Regions from separate parts of the Mus musculus genome. Here regions 1, 2 and 3 are each linked to region 4. The links are chromatin contacts, called in public Hi-C and promoter capture Hi-C maps. All regions are on one chromosome and are shown on one strand. Each heading gives the region's core, a stretch centred on a gene start, on an enhancer-like site or on the middle of the called end of the contact. The rest is flanking DNA. Distances are from core to core; before and after follow the strand shown. Region 1 overlaps Vps13d (vacuolar protein sorting 13D). Region 2 overlaps Vps13d (vacuolar protein sorting 13D). Region 3 has its middle 44 kb from the start of Tnfrsf8. Region 4 holds the start of Vps13d (vacuolar protein sorting 13D).

Region 1 (5,526 bases), core at 2,833-5,332, 210 kb after region 4:
AGTATAAAGTGAGCCTTCTTGGCCCTCCGAAGCCAGCTGAAATAAACAGGTAGTCTCACCCTGGAGGCAGTTGACCAAGAAAAAGTCTGGAATATCTTTGTCCTCAAGTTGAAGTCCCAGCAGCACATCTGCTGGTATTAGACCTACCAGCTGTCACGGTCACAGTGTCACTTTGTCCCCAAATGAGTGAGATTACAAAGAGCCTTGACCCCTATAAACAAGTCAGGTGTGAATCCCACTGATGGGTGCAAACCCAGCCCAGGAAATCGTCTCTGCTGGACTGCTAAAACCTAACAATATAAATAGGATTTCTATATTCCTTGAGTCAACATCTCCCCCATTCTCAGTGGCAATAATATGGTGTGAGGCTTTGTGTATTGTGCATTACACATGACTCTGACTTCAGAGCTCCAGAGAGGGAGTGGAATGTCAACAGGAAAGGAAACGGCAAGCTGTGAGCCTCCCCTGGCCCATCTGTCTGAGCTCAGCACCCTTCTCTGTGCTTTGAGTGCCATTCTATGGAGTGTGTTGTATAGACCAGCCCCCATTCTAAGCACTATGTTTATTGACTTATTTACTCCCAGTTACAGTCCTATCATCGACTTCATTTTAATATTTGTTATATGTATTCATTCTCTCTCTCTCTCTCTCTCTCTCTTTCTCTCTCTCTCTCTTTGTGTGTGTGTATGTGTACATGTGGTATGAGTATACATATACCATGGTGAAGTATGAAAGATTGAACACATGTCCTGAAACCTGGCGATGAGTGCCTCTTCCTACTGAGACATGCTGTCAGTCATCAACTTTGTATTATAAGAAAGGAAACAGTTTGTAAATAATAGACTTGCTCTTCAAACTCAAGCTTTCTTGTCACCACACCATACACTGAGTGGAGTAAAGTCTTTTTGTCCAGGAGAAGCACATTCCTTATAGTCTTTGCAAATGGATTTATGGGACAGAGACAAGAGAGCTGCAGGTCAGAGGTCTTCTGGGCCTCAGACACTGTACTGCAGTAGGCATCAGAGTGTGTTTTAGCCAAACCAGGCTCTCCAGTGCAGGTGGTGCTTATTGGGGGGACTGTTTGGTTCCATCCAGAGCAATGACGAATGTTTGATGGAGCCATTCAGCCAAGACCCCTGATACCTTGTAGCTATTAGCAGTGAGCATTCAATGTTGAGAGTCTGGGCCAATCTTCTGGTTTTAGTCTAATTATATGTGCTTGGTTAATCACAGTGCATATCAGTAAGATAGTAAAAACAAAAATCTTGGGCTCACATATAAAATAAATGCAAGCATCATCTATCACTTCACAGAGGTCAGCACGTACAACCCTCAGTAAGATGCTAGCCCTCTGTTGAATAAATTACTGTGCTTGGTTATCATAGTCTGCATACCATCTACTCATTTACTGATAGTGTGTGGGTCTCACTTGCTTGATAGACATTGACAATGACAGACTTCACAACCAGCTATCAGCTTACACCCTGCTGGGGTATGGACATACACAGCCATCTGTCTCCAACTAACAGACTTGTGACACAGCTACTCACCATACAAGCAAAGAACAAATCATGGCCTGGCCAACTGCTGACCTCAGGCTGAAAGGCAAGATCAACCAAGTGGAACTGGTTAGATCTTGCCCGCCACCTTGTTTGGATTTACTGTGGCTTCAAAACTATGACAGAGGTTGTTTTCACTGCTCTGATCTTTGGTTTGGAGGCCTCCGGTATCTGTCACATAGCCCCCACCAGATGAACTGAGTATTCCTGGACAGCTCTCCCTGGGTGGGTATCTGCAGTATATCAGCCACTGTGTGAGTAGCCTCTTCCCTGGGGGAAGAGGCATCCATGGTGTATCACAGCCTCCTGACATTTTCATGGAGTTCAAAGCTCAAGTTCATTTGGTGCTGACATTTTGGATTAGCTGGTTGACTGGAAGGGCTGCTTCTTCCTATATGCTGTGAAATTTATAAACCGCAGCAGCTGAGGGCTTAAAAATGGCCGACAACCCCCAGCTGGCAGCAATTAAGTGTACCGCAGACCTTTGGCTAAACAAAGGCTTGTGGAGGCAGAGACTGCACACACTGAACTGACTCTTGTTCTCAGTGTTGGTCAAGAAGCACTGTTACCCAAGGAGTATGATTGGAGGTTTTTCCCACTTCCTGTTTAGTGTTGTACCAGACATTGCCCAAATAGCTGTCCATCATGACAATTAGGAGTGGGGTGGCAAAACAGTTTTAGTATTGACCTTCATGCCCCAGCACCAATGACGGGAGCCACAGCTACCATCCTATGAATACCATATTAGTCAGGGGTCTCTAAAGAAGCATGAATGGTAGCATGAATAAATAGATATAATGGGGAGCTAGCCGACTGGCTTCCAGGCTATGACCCAAGCAGTCCAGCAATGGCTGTCTCACAGTACAAAGGCTGAGAATCTGGTAGTTATTGCATCCAAGATGCTGGACAGCTCGGCTATCTAAATCTAGAGGATTCCTGGAGAGATGCTTGTCTTTTGACTACATTAGAATTGGTCTCAGTAGCATAGATAAACTTGCCAGAGAGAGTGGGACAAGCAGGCAAAACACAAAGCTTCCTCCATCCTTAGCCCTTTATGTGGGCTGCCACTATGAGGTATAGTCCAGAATGAGGGTAGATCTTCCTTATTCAAAGTCAGGTTAAGAAAATTTCGCCCAGGAGTGTCCAACAGCTTGGTTTCCGTTGATTCCCAGATGTAGTCTAGGCTACAGTTGAGAATTGCTATTACAGAACACCATTATCCTGTCATCCAAAAGGAGATGGAATACGAACACTGAGGCCATTTTATACCCACTCCAGCAGCAGGCTGAAGAATCTAACCCCAGTTGGTGAGATGACTTTGCAGTGTTTGCTGCCTGAACTTGACCTGAGCTTGATTTCTAGAACCCACAGTGAGAGACACCCAAGAGATGTCCTCTGACCTCTTCACATATGCTATGGCATGCACACACCTCTCCACAATAAATAAACAAATGAATAAATGCAAATAGACTCTAGATCAGAGTTCTCCAACATACAACTAAGTATGAATCAATTTAATTTTGTTTTCTTTTTACCTCTGAGACAGGATATTATGTAATCCAGACTAGCCTTTAATTTGCTTTTAATTTAGGCTTGCCTTGAGTTACTGACACCCTGTCCCCCACCTCTTGCCACCACTTCTGGTTCCTGAATGCTGGGAGTATACCACACACACAGACACACACACATATCCGACGTTCCTTTCTTTTCCTTTCTTTTGTCAGTTTGTTTTGAGATGGGTTCTCAGGTGAAAGTAAATTTAAATTTTGGTTCTTTTGTTACACTGGTCACATCTCACATGCTCAGTAGCCATGTGGCAGCGACAGCATATTAAACAGTGCTGCCCTAGACAGTAGGTAGTTAGGTCGTTCTACTACATCATGGGGGAAGTACAAAATGGCTTCACCTCTTTAAAACTAGCTAAAACTCTCCTCTTCAGCAAACTTTAATATACTGGCAGAAAGTGTGCATGTATGTATGTGTGTGTATGTCCAAATCCAAAGGTCATCAACAATACAAAATGTATATTATTATTATTTGTTATTCAAATGCACAAGAATGTTTATAGCCACATCACTTATAATACCAAGACTTGGGCCAGTACTCAGATGTTCATACCATGGGGTAATAGTAAACAGATACAAGTGAATTCCAGCTGCCTAAGGGAATGGCTGAATCCTCTCAATAGACAGTGGCATCTGCAATTAGCAACATGATTAGAAATTATAGACAACACTGTCTATATGCCAGAGCATACTTTGAAGTGTGGGAAGACAGCCTAAGAAAGAACATGGGCAATAGACACAAGATTCCGACTCAGGGCTGTGCCAGAAGAGGGGGAATGGGAGCTGGATGCAGTAGACCCAAGCTGGTCAGCAGTGGGACTGTGTATTCTTTATTCAAATAAAGAAAGAGGCCAGTGACAGTGGCAGGCCCTGAAAGGAAGCCATCCTAATGCCTGGCTCACTGGGCCTGAAGATAGTGACTTAACAGCTAGCCATACAGATGACTATGAGAACAGTTCTACCACACAGTAGTTCCTTTTCCCCAGTGAAGATTACCTCATAACCTTTCTGCGAGCTCCTGGGTTTGGAAACATTTGCTTGTGTTTGGCTTTTTGTTGTTGTTGTTGTTGTTGTTGTGTTGTTGTTAACTAAGCTTGGATTCAGATTTGTTCTCACAGTGACTTTACACATCATGCCCAAGCCCTCCCTGCTCATGACCTACCAACCCGGACATGAGAACTTGAAATTTTATTTGTGTTTTAAAGAAGAAAAACTAGCTTTAGTTACTGACTCAACATTGTAGAAGAATGAGGAAGAGAACCTTTAATCTGCCTTTCACCTTTCTAAAGAATACACTCAAATCACCCGTCTGTGGGGAACCCCTCGTTTACAGAGCTCGTCCTCTCTCTGAGCTAGAGGCTGTGGGGTTTTCCTGTCTACGTCATATTGACATGAACATTAACTTGGAACATCACAGTGAGCTCTTGTAGGCCCTAGCACTAGGTACCAAATCCAGCCTATCCCTTGGTGTTTGGTAGACCACCAAGAGAGGACCGTAAAAATTGGGAGTAGTTTGCCCTCTGTGGAAAATCAGGGAGAGGGTAAGCATAACTCATGGGTATGTGGAGCCCACAACGGAGCTGCTCTACCTGCTCATTCTGGATGTATCTGTGGGGTCATAGATTGCGGACTAGAAAATAATAAATAAATTGGGAGTGGAAATAAAGTTTGAGAAAGGGCTCTAGAGGAGGCCACCTAGTCAAGGAATTACTGTCAAGGAATAAACTTTTTGGTGACATAGGGCACATTTCTTCCATTCTAAGTTGGCCTTCAGTTGGTGTGACTTCTAGAAGCTCAGGAGCAGGAGCCTGCCATCTTTCATTGGTTTGCCAGACTACCTTCATTTTCTTCAGAGAGATGCAGTGTTCACAGTCAGTTTTCCCCTCACTCCGCTGTTAAGCACTAAGGAAAGCTACTGTCTTGAAAGGAACAGGACACATGTCCACAAAGTTTCACATCTTTCCTTTGTTTCCCTAGTGGACTAGACAGAAGTACCCTAGGAAAATGAGATGATGCCCCTTAAACATCATAAAACCTCGTCTTTGCTTTGCAGCCCAGTGTAGGCCTCCACTGTTCCCCTCTCGCAAACCATTCACCATTCTGTTGCTTCTCTGCAGGCAGCCAGGCGCTGCTGAAGCCAAATGTTTTTTTCTCATGGTGTGTGCTGTTTGTGTGGAGGCAATAAATACACACATGTCTGAGTGAGGTGATATTCTCACTGATGTAGGGGGAATTGGCATGCAGGAGGCTAAGGCAGGCCAGCCAGTTCAGGGCCAGCTAGAGCTATATATAAGTTCAGGCCCCGCATGAGCTACGACATAGTAAGACCCTCACTCAAAGCAGATAAACCCAAATTTGTTAGCAGGTGTAGAGAGGTGGATATTATAGTTAGTGTGAAGTAT
Region 2 (6,031 bases), core at 842-3,341, 180 kb after region 4:
AGTGGATGACCAAGTATCAGGCAGGGTGTAAAACTGGGCTAAATTAATCTGTTTATAAAATTTTAAAGTAAAGATTTGGAATAATCCTTCTGGAGTAAAGATTAAATTGTCTTTATTAGCTGTAATGTAATACAGTAGCAAGTAGAGCACAGTTTTAATTAATGTGAAGATTTTTGCTGTGTCTAATTGCTATCCTCTCTTCAGAGAGAGGTGGCTGGCCTCACTTTTTGGATGAACACAGCTATGTACTAAGAAGCTGGGTGATTGTTCACAGTTGCCAAATCACCTCCAATCAAAGATTGTCCTTATGCTATCCACAACCCCTCCAGGAGCCACTTAGGCCAATCTGAGCCCAGAACCAGTACCCGCCTCATCCAAGAGGGCACTGAGCTCTGGGCAGTGTGAAAGGAGAGTCTCCTTTAGGAGGAAAAGAATCACATTATAATAAGACCAGAGTCTATCTAGTCTCCTTAATTTGGAACTGGAGTCCTGGAGAAGATCAGATGGCTCAGTGAACAAACATGGTTGCTGCTAAGCTTGACAAACTGCATTCAATAGCCAGGACCCACATAATGGAAGGGAAGAACTGACTCCTATAAATTGTCTCCTGACTTTCTCATGTGGACTTTGGCTTGTAAGTGTGCTTGTGTGAGCAGGTGTCAGTGTGAGTACGTGTGTGTGTGTGTGTGTGTGTGTGTGTGTGCGCGCGTATGCATGCTCACATACTCATAAAATAAATGAATAAAAAACTGGAGTCCTATTTGATCTGTTGAAGACCACCTCCTAAGTCCTAGTTGTTTAGCCGGAATTCTGTTCTGAGTTAGGATAGGAATGTTGCCTCACTGGAGCAAAAAGATCCTGAATCTGAAAGAAACTCTATGAATTTCAGGGACACTCTCACCCAACCAGTTTCCTTTCCTAATTTGTCTCACTAGAGCTGAAGAGTGCAGAGAGCTTCCTCACACCCCAACTGTCAGAGGGTAAACATCCTGTGAGTGTCCCTGGCCCGAGTCCTAGAAATGGTCACTGTACTGGGCCTGCCTCTTCCCTGCAATGCTTGTGACCTCACTAGCCTTTGCCAACTTGTGGACACTTCTGGGCCTACTTCAACCATTGCTGTCAGCTTTTAAAATAAATGCTTGAATGCCTTTTCAATTAGATTGGTCTTTTAAGCTTGATACAACCCCAAGGGTCTTGGGTGGTGTTAGCAGCTATTTGGGGTGCCTTAATGAATTCTTCATTGTTTACCCTAATGGTTTCAGCAAAGCATGCAGTATTACACAAACCATGTCAAACATGTGGTGGTTCTCAACTTTACATTTCAGAGGCACTTAAACCTTTCCCAAGGACCCTGTTTCCTAGTCTCCTGTTGCTTTATCCCCTTCTCTGCATCCTCTCTTTATTGCCTGTATGCTGCTTAAGACTTGGAATAGAATAAAAAAAAAAAAGGACCACCATTAGCTTCTCACCTTTGCTTTCATTAAAAACATTGACTAATGAACTGATGACTTTTCTGTAATTTTTTTTTTCAGTTTGAGGCAGGGTCTCACTTATTCCAGGCTGTCTTTGAATTTATGTAGCTGAATTCAAGATGGCCTTGAATTTCTGGTTTCTGTTCTCCACCTCCCTAGTACTAGGATTACAAGTGTATGCTACTGTTTCTGGTTTTATGTAGCAATGGGGACTGAACCAGGGCTTTGTGCACTAGGCAGGCCCTCTACCTACGACACTCTTAATATAGCCCAGGGGTTTTGTTTTGGTTTTGATTTTCTTTTTTTAAAATTATCCTAGACATGTGTTCCTTCTAACTCACAGACTATTACAGTGTCCTCTGATTCTGGACTTTCTAGACAAGTCCCTTGGGTCTCTTGACTTGTGGCCTGTTTAGAGATCAACAAACTGCCTTTATCATTCCAGATGCAGAAACTAGAAATTTGGTTTGAGATACTGTTGGCTTTGACCTTGGCCAGGTGACAGTGACCTTGTTTGGTTTTGTTTCTTTGTTTTTCTCACTAGGTATCATTGGTGGATTGACCAGTGTTATAACATCAACAGTGGAAGGTGTAAAAACAGAAGGAGGAGTCAGTGGATTCATATCTGGCCTTGGCAAGGGACTCGTTGGCACTGTGACCAAGCCAGTGGCAGGTGCCCTGGATTTTGCATCAGAAACAGCTCAGGCAGTGAGAGACACAGCCACACTCAGTGGTCCCAGGTCAGTGTCATGGTGAGAGTTGATCTCTACTTTTGAGCTCAGGTCTGAGGATTCTGTAGTCCACATAGATGTGTTTGGTAATAGTCTGTATGACTTAGTTATGTTGTTTAACTTAAACATGTAGCAGAAATATCTTGACTTGTGCAATAAAAATATATAAAAAGGAGGCACACCGTGGCATGAAGAAGGGATAGTATATGCTTGTAATTCCAGCACTGGGGAAATACAGGTAGAAGAACCAAGAGCTTAAGGTTCAGTTTAAGTTCAAGGCTATCCTGGGCTACATGAATCCTGTTCTCACTCCACCCACCTACACAAAAAGTGGCACAGGTTTTTCTTTAAGTCGATAAGATACTATGTTGAAAATTGATAAGAAAATGCAATGTCTGGTTCTTTCATCAAAGAGATCAGTATTACCATTGTATCATTATAAGTTCCCCGAGCTAATTGTACCCCTTAGGCCATCAGCCTACTGAAGGCTGGTTGGTGGTCTTTGCTCCTAGACCCCGTGTAATTCTAGTATATGAAGTTGCAGTTAACCACATGGGTTGTTCCTTCTTAGGTTTCCCTCTAGTCAAAAATGCCAGCCAGTCCTCCAGCCTTTGGAAAAGGAGCCAACCCCACTTCCACAAGGAAGCTGGTCATTCTGCTATGAGATATTGACTTGTCTTGATACCAACTAGAACTAAAAATTGGAGATGGCCTATGTCCACAGAACCCAGCCACTTTAGCTTAGGTGTTTGTTTAATGGTCTGCTTTAGCTTCCTGTCTCCAAAGAGACAGGAGGGTTGCTGTTCCTAGAGGGGCTCCACTAAGCCCAAGGAAGTTCACTGCAGCCTACATAGTTGATGATCCCCAGATAAAGCATTGTACCTGTTTAGAAGCTGGTTGGCTATGCCTATACCTGTTGCTTCTTCAGTAAGATTCAAAGACATGTCAACCCCAATTAAAATGAGTGCCATTGTCTGCCATCGGGGAACTTCATCAGTGACGTGTTGCTGCAGTGGAAGTGCTTGTGATTATAGACCAGGTGCCAAAATGTCTTCCGTCTGGAAATAGCTGCTTGGGGTGTGTGGGGCAGTGGTGGTGGTAAGGTGGAGGCTGCACACAAGTTAAGCTACATTCTATTCTCAGATATAAAGCTAAAACAACCCTGATGTCTATTTTGAGGTATGTGTGGAGCAGTGAAGATGGTCAGGCAGTAGAGAAACCTCCAAAGTATTTCCAGCTAGTTCTTTATTTCTGCTCAAAGCTCAAGAGGTCTCTTCCAGCATGCAGTGTAAATACAACTGAAGAACCCAAACATTCTCAAAGAATTATTCTTTGTTAAAACACCAAAACATCAAGGGATTAGTATGTTTGCTCAAAAGGAAATTTTTTGTAAGGTTCTAGAAAAGTGGCTCAGTGTGTACGCCATGCAGTGCTCTTGCAGAGAACCTGATTTCAGTTCCCAGCACCCATGTAGTATGGCTTACACCCACCTTCACTCCAGTTAACGTGTGCCCTTACCTCCATAAGGACTCACACTCACACATGCACAGACACCTTCTCCCCACATAGACACATGTTTAAACATTGAATCTTTAAAAGATGATTTCTGTGCTACAAAGAGGTTAATGATATTGACTGAAGAGAAATGTTTTGACCTTTGCACAGTGTTGGTTTGCAAGCCTGCAGGATGTTTTCAGTTCTTTCGAGGAGCACAAAAGTACAAGTAAGGATTGAACAGGCAAAGGGAAGAATTGCTGAAAGGGAACCTGGCAGAACAGACCAAGTAGAATAAGCTTCTCACAGCGTTCCAAGCACTGTCTAGAGGCTTCCACCTGGCCAGTCTCACACATCTTTAAGCTTTACTTACAGACTGTTCAGAAAGCCTTGTGGTTGGTCCAAGGCCACACAGCTGGTTAGAGATAGTAAAGCCAGACTCAGGCAGCTTACAGCATGACCCCAGCACAGCCCCTGCTTGACAATCTCTCTGCTTAGAAACAAGCCACAGAACTAAGTGAAGGGCCCATGGGCATGGGCCATTCAGAGGGGGAGTTATCCGCTTGAATCTGTCCTCGCAGCTTTTTCAGGGCCAGTGACTATGAACGTCACAGCAGCTGTGCCCACAGGCCAGTAGATCAATCTTGGTACCCTCTACTGTATTGAAAAGGTGGAACGGGGTCTTCCAAAGGGCAAACAGTAGCCTTTCACCTGGCTCCCTCTGCATATTTTTCTAGGCCCAGGTTATTAATAAGAAGCCATGTGTTGCAGAGAGCAGAACACTTGACCCAGAAAACAGCAGGGCAGAGTCCCAAACCCTGCTCACTTATTAAACCTGACTCGTTGGTTTGATCTCTAGCCTGTCCACACCTCAGCATTTCCCATCTATAAATAAGAGATTAGATATACCTGTCTATTAAATCGTCTACCTCCCAAGGGTTTGAAGCCCAACCAGGGTTATTTTAATATAGAAGCATGAAGAACTACAGAAAGGCTAGCAATATTATCTTCAGGTCATGGTCAGAGCTCCCTGCAGGTGGAGAAATGTGTCCTTGTCTCTGGACTTTGCTCTGATAACACTAAGGTCTCTCCACAACATCCTGACACTACCCAAGGGATAAATCACCCCGGCTTCTTGGAAGTGAGGTAGAACCATCTCCAGCCATCCCCGTTGATTGAACAGAATCCAGGGGTGTTACTCAGGGTTTTCCCCACTGTTTAGACAACAGGGACTAACAAATGATTTGAAGGGATTAAAAGTGAGATTCTGACCGAAGACTGACCTGAGCCCAGGGAGCTCGCCAGGAATAGAACCCAAGAGTCCAAGAGTTCTGCCTCTGAGTCTGTACTTGGAAGAGATTCTCTGCTTCCTTTGCCATATTTCATCCTGTTGAAGGCTTAGATCTCAGCCATCTATGTTTTAAATGACCCAACTTTTGAGCAGATGATAGTGAAGTAAGTCATAAAACTGTGAAAGAGTATTCCTTCCAGTAATCCATCTGCATAGTAGCTTTACAGGAAACACTGGCTCCTTCTCATGTTTATTTGAGCATGGCTTTATTTATAGGGAACCCCCCTCTTTATGTCCTTTCAGATTAAAATACTTCTAAGTTCCTCTTGTTGGGCATTCCAAAAAGACAGCCACCTAACTTTCTTCCAGTGTTCCCATGCAGCCTAACAGTCCTTAGGAAGGGCCAGTAAGGGAGGGGGAAGAAGAAGGCCAAGGCCAGCAGTGCCTCTGGCCCATGCATCCATTGCAGACCAGTATCCCCCGCTGCATTTGTTAACTCTACAAGTATGTGTGGTTTGGAACTGAAACAGGAAGCTTTTTCCAAGGCAGTGTTCTGCTGGCTCAGGGTGCGTCTTCTAGTCTACGTGGAGTGGGCCACATTTGTCTGTTCTCAAGTAAAGTATAAAAATGGCACAGATGCTTGCAGTGCCATTGATGCCATATGAGTGCTCCTGGCACACTCTGAGCAGACCAGGCCAAGCAGGGCAGCCGGCCATGTGCATGCCTGGTTCTCTGCCTGAATGCAGTGGTACTGACAGGGATGTCCAGAAAGAGACTAGTTTTCAAGTAAAGGTGGAACTGCCTGCTTAGGCCCACACTTCTCTCTGTGTTGTGGGCTCTTGGCAATACAGCATGCTGGGAAAGTAGCAGACAGAGATTTATGAAGCCAGGCCCAGAGGTTTCCTTCAAAATATTTCTTCACCTTTTCAGTCAAGACCCCAAAAGGCAAGAGAAATGGGAGTTGGCAGAACTTGAAATATTTAAACCCATTTAGCAAAGGCCAGGAGTGCTGGGCTTATCTGGTTATTTAAGTTAGATAAGTA
Region 3 (6,382 bases), core at 4-2,503, 170 kb before region 4:
GGTCTTGCAAATTTTATATGCCTCTGTACAGGGGAACACCAGGGCCAAGGAGTGGGAGTGGGTGGGTAGGGGAGCAAGGCCGGGGAAGGATATAGGGGACTTTCGGGATAGCATTTGAAATGTAAATGAAGAAACTATCTAATAAAAATTGAAAAATAATTGATTGAAATTTTATATTAGTAATTGGATTTTATTTTTGTATTTCTTCATTTATATTTATTTTGAATATGATGAGCTTATTCTGTTCATTTTAAAAGGGAGATATATTTTTTTTTCTTTCCATTTTGAAGCAGCATGTATAGTTCAGAATTGCCAAATCTATCACTTTTTAGCAAATAAATATGTTTGTGAGCCTACATGAGCATATTTTTGGGGGGGGGTTCGAGATAGGGTTTCTCTGTATAGCCCTGGCTGCCCTGGAACTCACTTTGTAGACCAGGCTGGCCTTGAACTCAGAAATCTGCCTGCCTCTGCCTCCCGAGTGCTGGGATTAAAGGCATGTGCCACCATGCCCAGATATGAGCATAATTTTAAACAAAACAAAAAAGAGAGAAAGAAAGAAAGAAAGAAAGAAAGAAAGAAAGAAAGAAAGAAAGAAAGAAAGAAAGAAAGAAAGAAAGAAAGAGGGAGAGAGAGAGAGAGGGAGGGAGAGAGGGAGAGAGGGAGAGAGGGAGAAGGAGAGAGAGAAGGAGAGAGAGAAGGAGAGAGAGGAGAGAGAGAAGGAGAGAGAGAGGAGAGAGAGAAGGAGAGAGAGAAGGAGAGAGAGAAAGAAAGAAAGAAAGAAAGAAAGAAAGAAAGAAAGAAAGAAAGAAAGAGAAAGAAAGAAAGAAAGAGAAAGAAAGAAAGAAAGAGAAAGAAAGAAAGAAAGAAAGAGAAAGAAAGAAAGAAAGAGAAAGAAAGAAAGAAAGAAAGAAAGAAAGAAAGAAAGAAAGAAAGAAAGAAAGAAAGAAAGAGAAAGAAAGAAAGAAAGAAAGAAAGAAAGAAAGAAAGAAAGAAAGAAAGAAAGAAAGAAAGAAAGAAAGAGAGAGAGAGAAACTTTTCTAACCCGTCGGGTGGGATTCAGTTATTCATGGGTGTGAGGGGGACTGCAAACCTGGAAGAAAATGGGAGGAAGGGGAAGAAAAGCTGAAGACAAAGCAAAGTTGTCAAGGTCTTTGTTTATTATGTTGAGGTGTCTTGTTTTAAAGCATACATCACGGGGGAATAGGGAGGAGTCGAGGGGGAATTTTACAAAGAACAAAGCGGGCATCTGCTGACATGAGGGCGGAAGTCAGGCGCCAGGCGGGTACTCTGCGTCTTATCTCCGGAACATAGATCCTCCTTAACAGCCTTGGGTGTCAGGCGGGGCTCAGGCGTAACTCTGTAACTCGTGTCCTTGGAAGTCAAGAGAGTCAGGAAGAGATAGGGAAGAAGGGAGTATAATTCAGCTTTTACAGCCTCAGGTGCCAGGAAGGGAATAGGGAGGAGGGAGTGATAACCAGCTCCTAGCGTGAGGCCATTTGGTCTGTCAGGGAGATTGTGAAGGGCTCGCTTTCTCACGGGATAGTCTCTGACACTTTTCAATGGGCAACAATAATTTCAGAGACTCAAAACTAATCAAATATTGAGATCAACTCACTGCTGAATGCACTGCCTATAATGGGAAATCTACATCACCACATTTAATATTATTCTCAGTGAGATTTTCCAGAGTCATTAATGAAATAGAATCTGACAAAACCAAATTCATGTCCTCTTTCTACTGACAGTTAAGCCCCAACCCACCCCTTGCTCAATCCCTCTAACACACATGGTTCCTTTCTTACAGTCTCCTTGGCCTTTTGATTTACAGGTGAGCAGATTAGACGGAGCAGAGGGAGACCTGAATATGGGAAAACATTGGTCAGAAAGAACCTGAAAACTTCTCATGAAACAAAGATGACAGATGCTAATACCTGGCAAGAGGATAAACATGAAGGAAAGCAGGGATATCATAGAAAATGCCTCTTTTTCTCTGAGATTTTAGTTCATTCTATGAGATGTGACTGTCAGTCACACGGTTAACACACAGACAGAGTCCTTTTCCCAGCAACACTGAAGAGGAGCAAGGAAGACTGAAAGAAAACAGTGTGACCCCCCAGAATGCAGACTGTTGGACTTCTCCAACAAGAGGTCCCTGAAAAAAAGCCCTGAGTGCAGGGTCTAAGCACTCCCACACCTGCAAGAAGTTCACATTGCAAAGCTCAACAAACCATGAATATACAAGGGCAGAGCACTTTCTTGAACACAGAAGACAATTTTCTTTTTTCTTTTTTTTTTTTTACAAACTTTTATTTTAATTTTTAATTTTTTTTACTTATTACGTATTTTCCTCAATGACATTTCCAATGCTATCCCAAAAGTCCCCCATACCCTCCCTCCCACTTCCCTACCCACCCATTCTCATTTTTTTGGCCCTGGCGTTCCCCTGTACTGGGGCATATAAAGTTTGTGTGTCCCATGGGCCTCTCTTTCCAGTGATGGCTGACTAGGCCATCTTTTGATACATATGTAGCTAGAGTCAAGAGCTCCAGGGTACTGGTTAGTTCATAATGTTGTTGCACCTACAGGGTTGCAGATCTCTTTAGCTCCTTGGATACTTTCTCTAGCTCCTCCATTGGGGGCCCTGTGATCCATCCAATAGCTGACTGTGAGCATCCACTTATGTGTTTGCCAGGCCCCTGCCTAGTCTCACAAGAGACAGCTATATCTGGGTCCTTTCAGCAAAATCTTGCTAGTATATGCAGTGGTGTCAGCATTTGGAAGCTGATTATGGGGTAGATCCCTAGATAAGGCAGTCTCTAGATGGTCCATCCTTTTGTCTCAGCTCCAAACTTTGTCTCTGTAACTCCTTCCATGGGTGTTTTGTTCCCAATTCTAAGAAGGGGCACAGTGTCCACACTTTGGTCTTCATTCTTCTAGAGTTTCATGCATTTGGCAAATTGTATCTTATATCTTGGGTATCCTAAGTTTTGGGCTAGTATCCACTTATCAGTGAGTACATATTGTGTGAGTTCCTTTGTGATTGGATTACCTCACTCAGGATGATGCCCTCCAGGTCCATCCATTTGCCTAGGAATTTCATAAATTCATTCTTTTTAATAGCTGAGTAGTACTCCATTGTGTAAATGTACCACATTTTCTGTATCCATTCCTCTGTTGAGGGGCATCTGGGTTCTTTCCAGCTTCTGGCTATTATAAATAAGGCTGCTATGAACATAGTGGAGCATGTGTCCTTCATACCGGTTGGGACATCTTCTGGATATATGCCCAGAAGAGGTATTGCTGGATCCACTGGTAGTAAGTACTATTTTCTAAGGAACCTCCAGACTGATTTCCAGAGTGGTTGTACAAGCTTGCAATCCCACCAACAATGGAGGAGTGTTCCCCTTTCTCCACATCCTCACCAGCATCTGCTGTCACCTGAATTTTTGATCGTAGCCATTCTGACTGGTGTGAGGTGGAATCTCAGGGTTGTTTTGATTTGCATTTCCCTGATAATTAAGGATGTTGAACATTTTTTCAGGTGCTTCTCTGCCATTCGGTATTCCTCGGGTGAGAATTCTTTGTTCAATTCTGAGCCCCATTTTTTAATGGGGTTATTTGAATTTCTGGAGTCCACCCTCTTCAGTTCTTTATATATATTGGATATTAGTCCCCTATCTGATTTAGGATAGGTAAAGATCCTTTCCCAATCTGTTGGTGGCCTTTTTGTCTTATTGACAGTATCTTTTGCCTTGCAGAAGCTTTGCAGTTTCATGAGGTCCCATTTGTCGATTCTCGATCTTACAGCACATGTCATTGCTGTTCTATTCAGGAATTTTCCCCCTATGTCCATATCTTCGAGGCTTTTCCCCACTTTCTCCTCTATAAGTTTCAGTGTCTCTGGTTTTATGTGAAGTTCCTTGATTCACTTAGATTTGACCTTAGTACAAGGAGATAGGAATGGATCGATTCGCATTCTTCTACATGATAACAACCAGTTGTGCCAGCACCATTTGTTGAAAATGCTGTCTTTCTTCCACTGGATGGTTTTAGCTCCCTTGTCGAAGATCAAGTGGCCATAGGTGTGTGGGTTCATTTCTGGGTCTTCAATTCTATTCCATCGGTCTACTTGTCTATCACTATACCAGTACCATGCAATTTTTATCACAATTGCTCTGCAGTAAAGCTTTAGGTCAGGCATGGTGATTCCACCAGAGGTTCTTTTATCCTTGAGAAGAGTTTTTGCTATCCTAGGTTTTTTGTTATTCCAGATGAATTTGCAGATTGCTCTTTCTAATTCGTTGAAGAATTGAGTTGGAATTTTGATGGGGATTGCATTGAATCTTTAGATTGCTTTTGGCAAGATAGCCATTTTTACAATGTTGATCCTGCCAATCCATGAGCATGGGAGATCTTTCCATCTTCTGAGATCTTCTTTAATTTCTTTCTTCAGAGACTTGAAGTTCTTATCATACAGATCTTTCACTTCCTTAGTTAGAGTCACGCCAAGATATTTTATATTATTTGTGACTATTGAGAAGGGTGTTGTTTCCCTAATTTCTTTCTCAGCCTGTTTATTCTTTGTGTAGAGAAAGGCCATTGACTTGATTGAGTTAATTTTATATCCTGCTACTTCACCGAAGCTGTTTATCAGTTTTAGGAGTTCTCTGGTGGAATTTTTAGGGTCACTTATATATACTATCATATCATCTGCAAAAAGTGATGAAGACAATTTTCTTATGTAATTGAGAAACCATAATTATTCAAAAGAAATTTGTTTTAATCTATATTGAGTTTGCTACCTATAATAGTATCATAGCCTGATATCCTCACAGCATGCATACTGGCCTGGACCTTGTTAGGTCTCAAAGAAACTCAGGACAAATGACCAACTAGGGTACCTATTAACATATCAATGAAGACATTGTTGGCTAGGTGCTTTCTTGGCTCTGGGTTCCACGATTGGCCAGCCTATCTATCCTCCCTTCTCTCCTTCCATATCCCCCCCCCTCATGGTCTGGTTATATCTGGACCCATCTGTCTACCTTGTACTGTTTTCTCCCTTAGACTGTAAAGACCAAAATTAACCTGTAAGCAACACCCACCCAAGAACCAGGTACCTTCCTGGAATGCTATGAGTTGCAAGTCTTAGAAAAACAATAAACACTCATGGGAAACTACAATGACCTATATGACTGTCTTCATAGGACATTGACTTTATGTTTCAGTGTGCTTGTTATGGGACAGTGTTTGGCTACATAAAGAGAAATGTGCACACTGAACCAAACACAAAGCCTTTGATCTATAATCTGTCCTTCCTGCAAAATATGCCAGGTCAATGATGTCACAAAAAATATATTGGGAGTAACCAATCAATATCTGATTTGAGTTAAATATCAAAGGCACATTTGATAAATGTTACATATCAGTATGCACATGTGTTTATGGACATGAGTATAGCTGGAGCTTTTCATGGACACATCAGCAGTATTATAAATATTACAAGGAGATTTCTATATAGTTAAAAACGTAGGCCTTTTATTGGGAGAGTAGACCAGCTATCATTTAAACTTAAGACTATTCAAGCCTATGACCCACCACGTGGCTATCTCTTTACCTCTCTGCTCCCGTTTTCATCTAACACTTCTTTTCTCTATCACCTACTAATTCTCCTGCATCTGATTTGCCCTTTCTGCATCCCTCTCTCTGCCCAGGAATTCCACCCTCCAATTCTTATCCCAGGTATTGGAGGTCAGATTTTTCTTACAATCTCCCAGGTATGAGACATCACCAAAACATCTTTAGATTGTCTCTAGGCAGAGAAGAGCCTAAACTTCAAGTATCTGAGCAGGCTTGGAAAGGCAAATATTTATGAATGTAAGGCTGTTGATGGAACATAGAAATGACAATTATCAAGATCCTGCTAGCATCTAGCTCTATGCCAATATAGCAATCAACATATGAAAATAAAGACACACCTGCATACAATGTGAAGGAAAGTCACCTCAACACATGTGCAGTGTCCATGTAGGCCAGAAGAGGGAATTGGAGCCCACAGTTTGGAATGTCACTTTGATGTAGACTTGTCTGGCCTAAAATGAAGAGGAATACACCTGGCCCAGATTTCTGAATGCTGACATTATGCCAGCATCACTTCCCCTTTTTGTCTATACAGTCATGTGATGTAATCACACTTTGCATATTTTAAGAACATAATTTATATTCTGGAAAACATCTTTTGACACTTTCCATTTACACTAACAGGACACTAATATCCTAAGAACTAGAGACATGCATAAAATGTATTTTATCTGTTGAGGCCACAGGGTCTTGTGGTCAAAAATAAGCTCTAGAAAACCAGGAATATAAAGCCAAAGGG
Region 4 (6,120 bases), core at 354-2,853:
TGGCACAAATCAGGCACAGATCAGGAGGCTGAGGCAGGAGGATGATCTTGAGTTTGAGGCCCACCCGAGCTATATGCAGAGACTCGATCTCAGAAATCAGCACAAACAAGGTTTGTTTGCTGTTGGTTATATGTTGTGATCAGAGTATTTTGGTTCATCAGAGTGACTAAATTACTAAGCAATTTTCCCTTTATCTCTCCCCCCACCTTATTGTCATTGGTCCTAGGGACTTAATCCAGCATCACACATGGACTCTACTACTGAGCTATACCTTCCAGGCTCATCTCTTTTTTTTGTTTGTTTGTTTGTTTGTTTGTTTGTTTGTTTTTTGTGTTTTCGAGACAGGGTTTCTCTGTATAGCCCTGGCTGTCCTGGAACTCACTTTGTAGACCAGGCTGGCCTTGAACTCAGAAATCCACCTGCCTCTGCCTCCCAAGTGCTGGGATTAAAGGCGTGTGCCACCACGCCCGACTGGCTCATCTCTTTTGATATAGCAAGTAACAAATGAGTCTATTTGGGGCTGGCATTATACTTCTGTAGGACCGCACTGATCTAGGAGAACAGCATGCTAAGCAGAGAGAATGACGGATGCAAAGGACTGGAGGCAGGAACTGAAGCATTTTGTGAGTCAAGTGAACCAGAGAAAGCCATAGAAAGGGAATAAGACCAGACAAATTTTAGTGTGGCACAGTACAGAGGGTTTTTATTTTTTACTTGTTTTATTTTTGAGACAGTCTCAAGTAGCCCAGATTGGCCCCCAATTCATTACGTATCTTGAGAATGACCTTAGACACCTCATCTTCCTTTCTCTCTCTACCTCCTGAGCCCTGGGCTCAGTGTGTATGCTTACAAGTGTGTGCCACCATGCCTGGCTTTATATAGTGGTTCCTGCCTTCAAGAAGTATTGTGTGTGTATTTTGGGGGTGGAAAAGCGAGAGGATGGGGTTTGAGACAGGATATGGATGAACCCACTATGTAGCCCAAGCTGCCTTCCAACTATTAACTTTCCTGAATGCTCAGAAGGAGGTATTTTTTTAATTAAAATTTGCATTTATTCATTTTGTGTGTATATGTGGGCAGGCACACCTGTAGGTCAGAGGACACTTTGGGTGAATCAGTTCGCTCCTTCCACCACATGGGTGCTGGGAATTGGTCATCTGGCTTGGTTGCAAGGTCCTGTTCCAGCTGAGCTATCTTGACAGCCCAGGAGATGAATTTTAATACAAGTGTAGTGGGGGGAGTGGTTTAAGCAGGGCTAAAGGCATGGTTTGAATTACAGACTTCAGTGGCAGTCAAGGGGTCATTATTGGTGGTGGGATAAAAAGGCAGATGGAAAGCAGGGCGGTTTTGGAGGCACGATAATGTTTGAACTAGGATGATTTATATTCCTACACTGTCCCGGCTCTCAGTTTACCCATTTGTAAAACGGGGCTGATTGAGCTGTTGCTCATTAAGCCCCCAGCATACTGGGAGGCACCCGCCGCCCTTACAGGAACGGCTGCGGACGCTAGGGGGCGCCCCATCGACGGCTCGGTGCTCTGCTGGCCAGGCCCAGGTACGTAGCCACTCGATTGGTCGAGTCTAGCGCTCTAGTCACCGCCATTGAGGAGTGGCGGAGAGGAAGCACCTCGCAGAACCGGGCTTGGGCGGCAGCGACAGCGACAGCGGTAGCTACAGCTACAGCGACAGGTAGGGGGGCGGCGGTCAAGGCGGAGGACCTCAAGGAAAGCGGCCACGCGATCGACCTGGCTGTGCTCCGACGGCCCGACTCGGGGTCCGCGGCAGCCGGCCTCTCCCGGAGCCCGGGCGCCCTCGCGGGGACCCCGGAGCCCGAGAGTCGCTGGCACTTCAGGCCCGGGCTCGGGGCACCGGTCTCTGCAGCCTGGAGACACCACTGGATTTTGGGTGTCACGTCTCCCGAGGCTTGATTCCAACGTGCGAGTGTCTCTTCAGCACACCCCTAGTGGGGCGGCGTCCCTTCCCTCAGTGCCTCCATCCCCTCTGGGGTCACCTCTGGGTGGGGACATTAGGTTTGTCCCCAGGGTCCCTCTCTTCCCAACTTTTCCTTCTTGTAGGGGACACTCTTCGCCTCTCTTACCCCTAGAGAGCCATCTTCTCTAGGCTTGGTGGCTCTGTCCCCTGTTGCTGCCAGGCTTGGGGTTCTGACAGCAGACCGGAGATATGGAAAGGCCAGGGAAGCTTCGCGTTCCTGCGGAGCCCCCGGCCTGACACACACTTGGAGTTGTCCCCTTGTGGCAGAGCTCCTGGAATCCCTCAGCACTCAGCCCTAGCTGCCTGGCACAGGGATTCTCCAGGTCCAAATGCCAGTGCTTCCTATTCCCCGGTCTGGCCTCTTCTCGGGTGGGGCCTGGCTCAAGGTCATGTCCGGCTGTCTGCCCAGGCTGTGGGTTGAACCCAGATCCCTCAGTGTCACCTGCCACACCAGATAGGGGAAGCCAGGTGGGGGTTATTACCGGGCAGCTGCCTAGAAGTCCTGATGAGCATATAAATACTCTGGGATTCTGGCCAGCCTGGCGGACCTCCCTGAAACCAGATTCCTTAAGGGAATCCTTGAAGTGGCCTCAAGCCTGCTCTAGATGCTTAGTAGAGCTAATGGATGCTTTCTGGCTTGGGCCTCACACGGAGCAGAAGAACATCTGTAGGGCGCTAACAGCTCATGTGTACTTTTAAATGTGTACTTTGTGTTCTTCTACATCGAGAATAAGTATGGAAGGGGCAGAGCATGGGTACAAAACGACAATAGTTTCCTGGAAAAGTAAATTTATTTTACACTTATTTTATGTGTATTGGGGGCTGGAGGAGGGCAGCTGTCAGAAGACCACCTGTGGGAGTCTGTAGTCTCTTTTTAACCATATGGGTTCTGGGGTTTAAACTCAGTCTTGGTAGCGATTTCCTTCACCTCTGAGACACCATGCTAGCCCGACAGTAGTTTCTCTTTACTGGGAAAACATCTGGAGTTGGCATTTTAGGGAGAGTTGGCTTTTAGGGCTGAAATTAATGGCAATAACAAAAATAAAGATTACTTTAGCCTTGGCTTGGTGCCCAGGACTGTTTGAGGCTCACATAATAAAACAAGGTAGTCAGCTTCACATTGTGTTTTTAATAGATTTACCTTGTTGAAATGACAATAGAGAAACGTTTATTTACACTGTGAAGCATTTTTGATTAAAAATTTTTAAAAATTGTTTTTGTGACCTTGAAAGCAAATGCCGAGGAGTCCCCCTCCCCAGATTCTTGGCTTTATATCTGGAGCATAACCTACCCCCCCCAATTCTTTTGAAAGAAATAAGACAATAAAGTGCATTTTCTGCAAAATTAATATTGTTATTGAGACAGGGTCTCAATTTGTAGCTCTGGCTGGCCTGGAACCCCTATGTAAATGAGATGATCGTCCTTCCATTCAGAGATTGCCTACCTCTTCTTCCCTTGTGCTGGAATTAAAGGTGTAGATCATCACCCTGAAGAGTTAATTGATTTTTTTTTAACTGTCCCTGATTATAATTATGTCTTGCATAGACAAGTAAATATCTGCCTTCCTTTGAGGCTGGGTCAACTTTTAGGGGAGCTTTTGTTTTGGGTCTGTCTTATGTTGTTAGCTTTTTCCTTGGGGTGAGTGTATCTCCTGGCAGTAAGATAAATCACTAGTCATGGGGCAAAGTCCTTGGAAATGATCCTGAAAATAGTCTGGTTCCAAGTGGGACACATGCCACAGGAAATCTGGAATGGCTGGTGTGGTGGCTGGTGACCAACTTGATGGCCTAGGAGCAAGATTTACAGCTTAGAGTCCTTACTGGAGTCCATTAGACCAGTGATCTGAGAACCCAGCTAAACTTTTGTTTTGAGACAGGGTATATAGCCCCTGGCTGTTCTGGAACTGCTGTGTAGACCAGGCTGCCCTTAAACTCACAGATCCACCTGCTTCTGCCTGCCAGTACTGAGATAAAGGCCTGCATCGCCATTCTTGCCTCTCACTTAAACTTTTTTTTTCTTAATCTTTCTCATGCTCACTTAGAAAATATGTTTATTTTTGTGTGTATATATGCATTCGGGTCTGGGGGCGGTGTGCCCATACCACAGCATGCAAGTGGAGGTTAGAGGACAGTTTTCTGAAGCCACTTCTCTCCTGCATGTGGGCCCTAGGGATGGAAATCAAGCTCTCAGGTTGGTAGCAGGTGCCTTTTTCCTCTGAGCTATTTGGATGCCCCTCAACCTAACTGTAAGAGTAAAAATATCTATGCAACTTTAGGCAAAACTTTTCTTAAAATTTATTTTATATTATGAGTGTTTTGCCTGTATGAATGCCTGTGGACCGCATGTGTGCCTGGTGTCTATGGAGTACAAAGAGGGCATCAAATTCTGTGAAACTGGAGCTACAGATGGTTGTGAACTACCAGGTGGTTGCTGGAAATTGATTGAACCTGGGTCTCTAGAAGAGCAGCCAGTGCTCTTAACCATTGAGCCATGACTTTAGCTCCCCAGTGGAACACTTTTAAAGATATTAGCTAAAGTATCCTTTACATACTAACAGCAGATGAAAGAAAGGAAAGCTGACTTTAATTGCCAATCAATATTCTGATAAGCTTTAGAGTGTTTATTAAGTGTGTGTTTAATAAAATAATCTATATTTTTATAATACTGCAAACACAACGTTATACTAATTGTAACAAGCAATCGTGATTTAGTACTGAATCTAAAGGCTGAACCGGTAACCAGAGCACTTGTGGTGTTTGCCTTTGCTGACCTAAAATAGTCATTAGGTCAGCATCAATGGGACTGGTGAAGATTAGTGATAAGGCTGGAGATGTACCTAAGTGAGCAGGGTGCTTGCCTAGTGTGCTTGAAGCCCTAGGTTCAGTTCCCAGCACCACATACACCATATGTGATGGTGCAGATTTGTAATCCCAGCACCTCCTAAGAAGGTGAACAGGAGAGTTAGAAGTTCAAGGATATGTCCTCAGCTATGTGGTAAGTTCAAGACCAGCCTTGGATATATTAGACTCTGGTCTAAAAGAAAAAAAAAAAAAGGTCAGTGATAAAGCATTGCCTTTCTCTTCCATTTAGGTGATTTTTATGAATGAGCCTAATGAATAAATTTGCTAATTTTAATTAGGACACCCTAATTAGAGTTGTAGAGTGTGAATTTCATTCACATAGCCTCTTGAATATTTTCTGCTTGGATTAGTCTTTGCTGATTGGGGTTGTCGTGAATATTGTAAGATGCTTATCAGCTTCTACAGACCCTCCTCACAAGATAGCCAAGCAGCATCCGAAGTAACAATTAACCAAAAACGTCTTCACAGAGCTGGAGAGATGGCAGTGGTTAAGAACACTAGTCTTGCAGAGGAATTGAGTTTGGTTCTCAGCACCCACATGGAGGCTCATAACCTTCTATAACTCAAGTTCCAGGCACCTTATGCCCTCCTCTGGCCCCCGCAGGCTCCTGCATGCGTACAGTGCACACACATATACATAGAAAAGAAAAAAAAAACTTCTTCAAATGTTGCCAGGTTGCCCCTGTGAAAAGCTCTGATGAGGCCAGTCTGGTCCCAAGTCTACCCCAAAGGAAGGATGTCAGAGAACAGCTGACTAGAAGGCTTAGCTTCAAATTGCAGGTGATTTTCAGAGTTTCCAAGTGACTGTCCCCGTAGCTGAAGATCAGTATGGGTGCCCATCTTCCCGAATCCAGCTCGAGGCAAGCAGAACTGTGAGTCAACACAGAAATACATCTAGGTACTTTTTGTTGTTGTTTTGAGGCAGGAACTTATTATTTATTCCTGGCTGGCCTGGAATTCTAGACTAGGCAGGTCTGGAACTCTGAGAAGCCCGACTGCCTCTACCTCCCAGGTGCCAGCATTATGGCGTGCCACACCACACCGAGCTGTGCTCTGTTAACTTTTTTTTTCCCCTTTTTCTTTTATAGATTCAGAGACCATGAGAGAGAGAAATAAAAGACTGATCCATGATTCTTAAGCACCTTTTTCTGAGGAAATAGTCATGTTGGAAGGTCTGGTGGCTTGGGTTCTCAATACCTATTTGGGGAAATATGTCAATAACCTGAACACTGACCAGCTGTCGGTTGCACTTCTCAAAGGTAAGCAC

Evidence for each region. Promoter capture Hi-C pulls out the DNA fragments that hold promoters and counts their contacts. A called contact is a pair of places that touch in the nucleus more often than the background predicts.
Region 1: a promoter capture Hi-C map of neutrophils shows a contact between it and region 4, with 3 times the contacts expected there. The contact joins the enhancer-like site here to the promoter of Vps13d in region 4. A contact is called at or near these places in 3 of 39 promoter capture datasets (the HPC-7 cell line, cranial neural crest and neutrophils), 2 of 115 datasets of contacts at active chromatin or transcription factors (embryonic stem cells and pancreatic cancer cells) and 2 of 9 other capture datasets (adipose tissue and liver).
Region 2: a contact with region 4 is called in a promoter capture Hi-C map of liver. The contact joins the enhancer-like site here to the promoter of Vps13d in region 4. A contact is called at or near these places in 3 of 39 promoter capture datasets (liver, maxillary cranial neural crest and pre-B cells) and 3 of 9 other capture datasets (adipose tissue, embryonic stem cells and liver).
Region 3: a Hi-C map of CD4 T cells shows a contact between it and region 4, with 1.6 times the contacts expected there. The contact joins the enhancer-like site here to the promoter of Vps13d in region 4. A contact is called at or near these places in 1 of 39 promoter capture datasets (the C10 cell line), 2 of 484 Hi-C or Micro-C datasets (CD4 T cells and Th1 cells), 2 of 115 datasets of contacts at active chromatin or transcription factors (bone marrow-derived macrophages and embryonic stem cells) and 3 of 9 other capture datasets (adipose tissue, embryonic stem cells and liver).

Annotation. Positions count from the first base shown.
Region 1 is chr4:144,985,152-144,990,677 of GRCm38.p6, reverse strand. All of the region lies in intron 67 of Vps13d (vacuolar protein sorting 13D), which reads left to right. Among named protein-coding and RNA genes, the nearest start is that of Gm36317, 25 kb to the right of the region's middle. Within about 2 kb of position 4,082, at least 29 of the 459 cell types and tissues checked have an H3K27ac peak or open chromatin away from gene starts, as enhancers often do. A contact at or near this core is called in neutrophils, where this site is marked.
Region 2 is chr4:145,012,916-145,018,946 of GRCm38.p6, reverse strand. It overlaps Vps13d (vacuolar protein sorting 13D), which reads left to right. Exons shown (of 70, transcript NM_001276465.1): 67 at 2,017-2,212. Among named protein-coding and RNA genes, the nearest start is that of Gm36317, 53 kb to the right of the region's middle. Within about 2 kb of position 2,091, at least 53 of the 459 cell types and tissues checked have an H3K27ac peak or open chromatin away from gene starts, as enhancers often do. A contact at or near this core is called in adipose tissue and liver, where this site is marked.
Region 3 is chr4:145,356,177-145,362,558 of GRCm38.p6, reverse strand. No RefSeq gene overlaps it. Among named protein-coding and RNA genes, the nearest start is that of Tnfrsf8, 44 kb to the right of the region's middle. Within about 2 kb of position 1,253, at least 55 of the 459 cell types and tissues checked have an H3K27ac peak or open chromatin away from gene starts, as enhancers often do. A contact at or near this core is called in Th1 cells, where this site is marked.
Region 4 is chr4:145,190,488-145,196,607 of GRCm38.p6, reverse strand. It overlaps Vps13d (vacuolar protein sorting 13D), which reads left to right and starts at 1,603. Exons shown (of 70, transcript NM_001276465.1): 1 at 1,603-1,689; 2 at 5,942-6,112. The coding sequence starts at 6,016.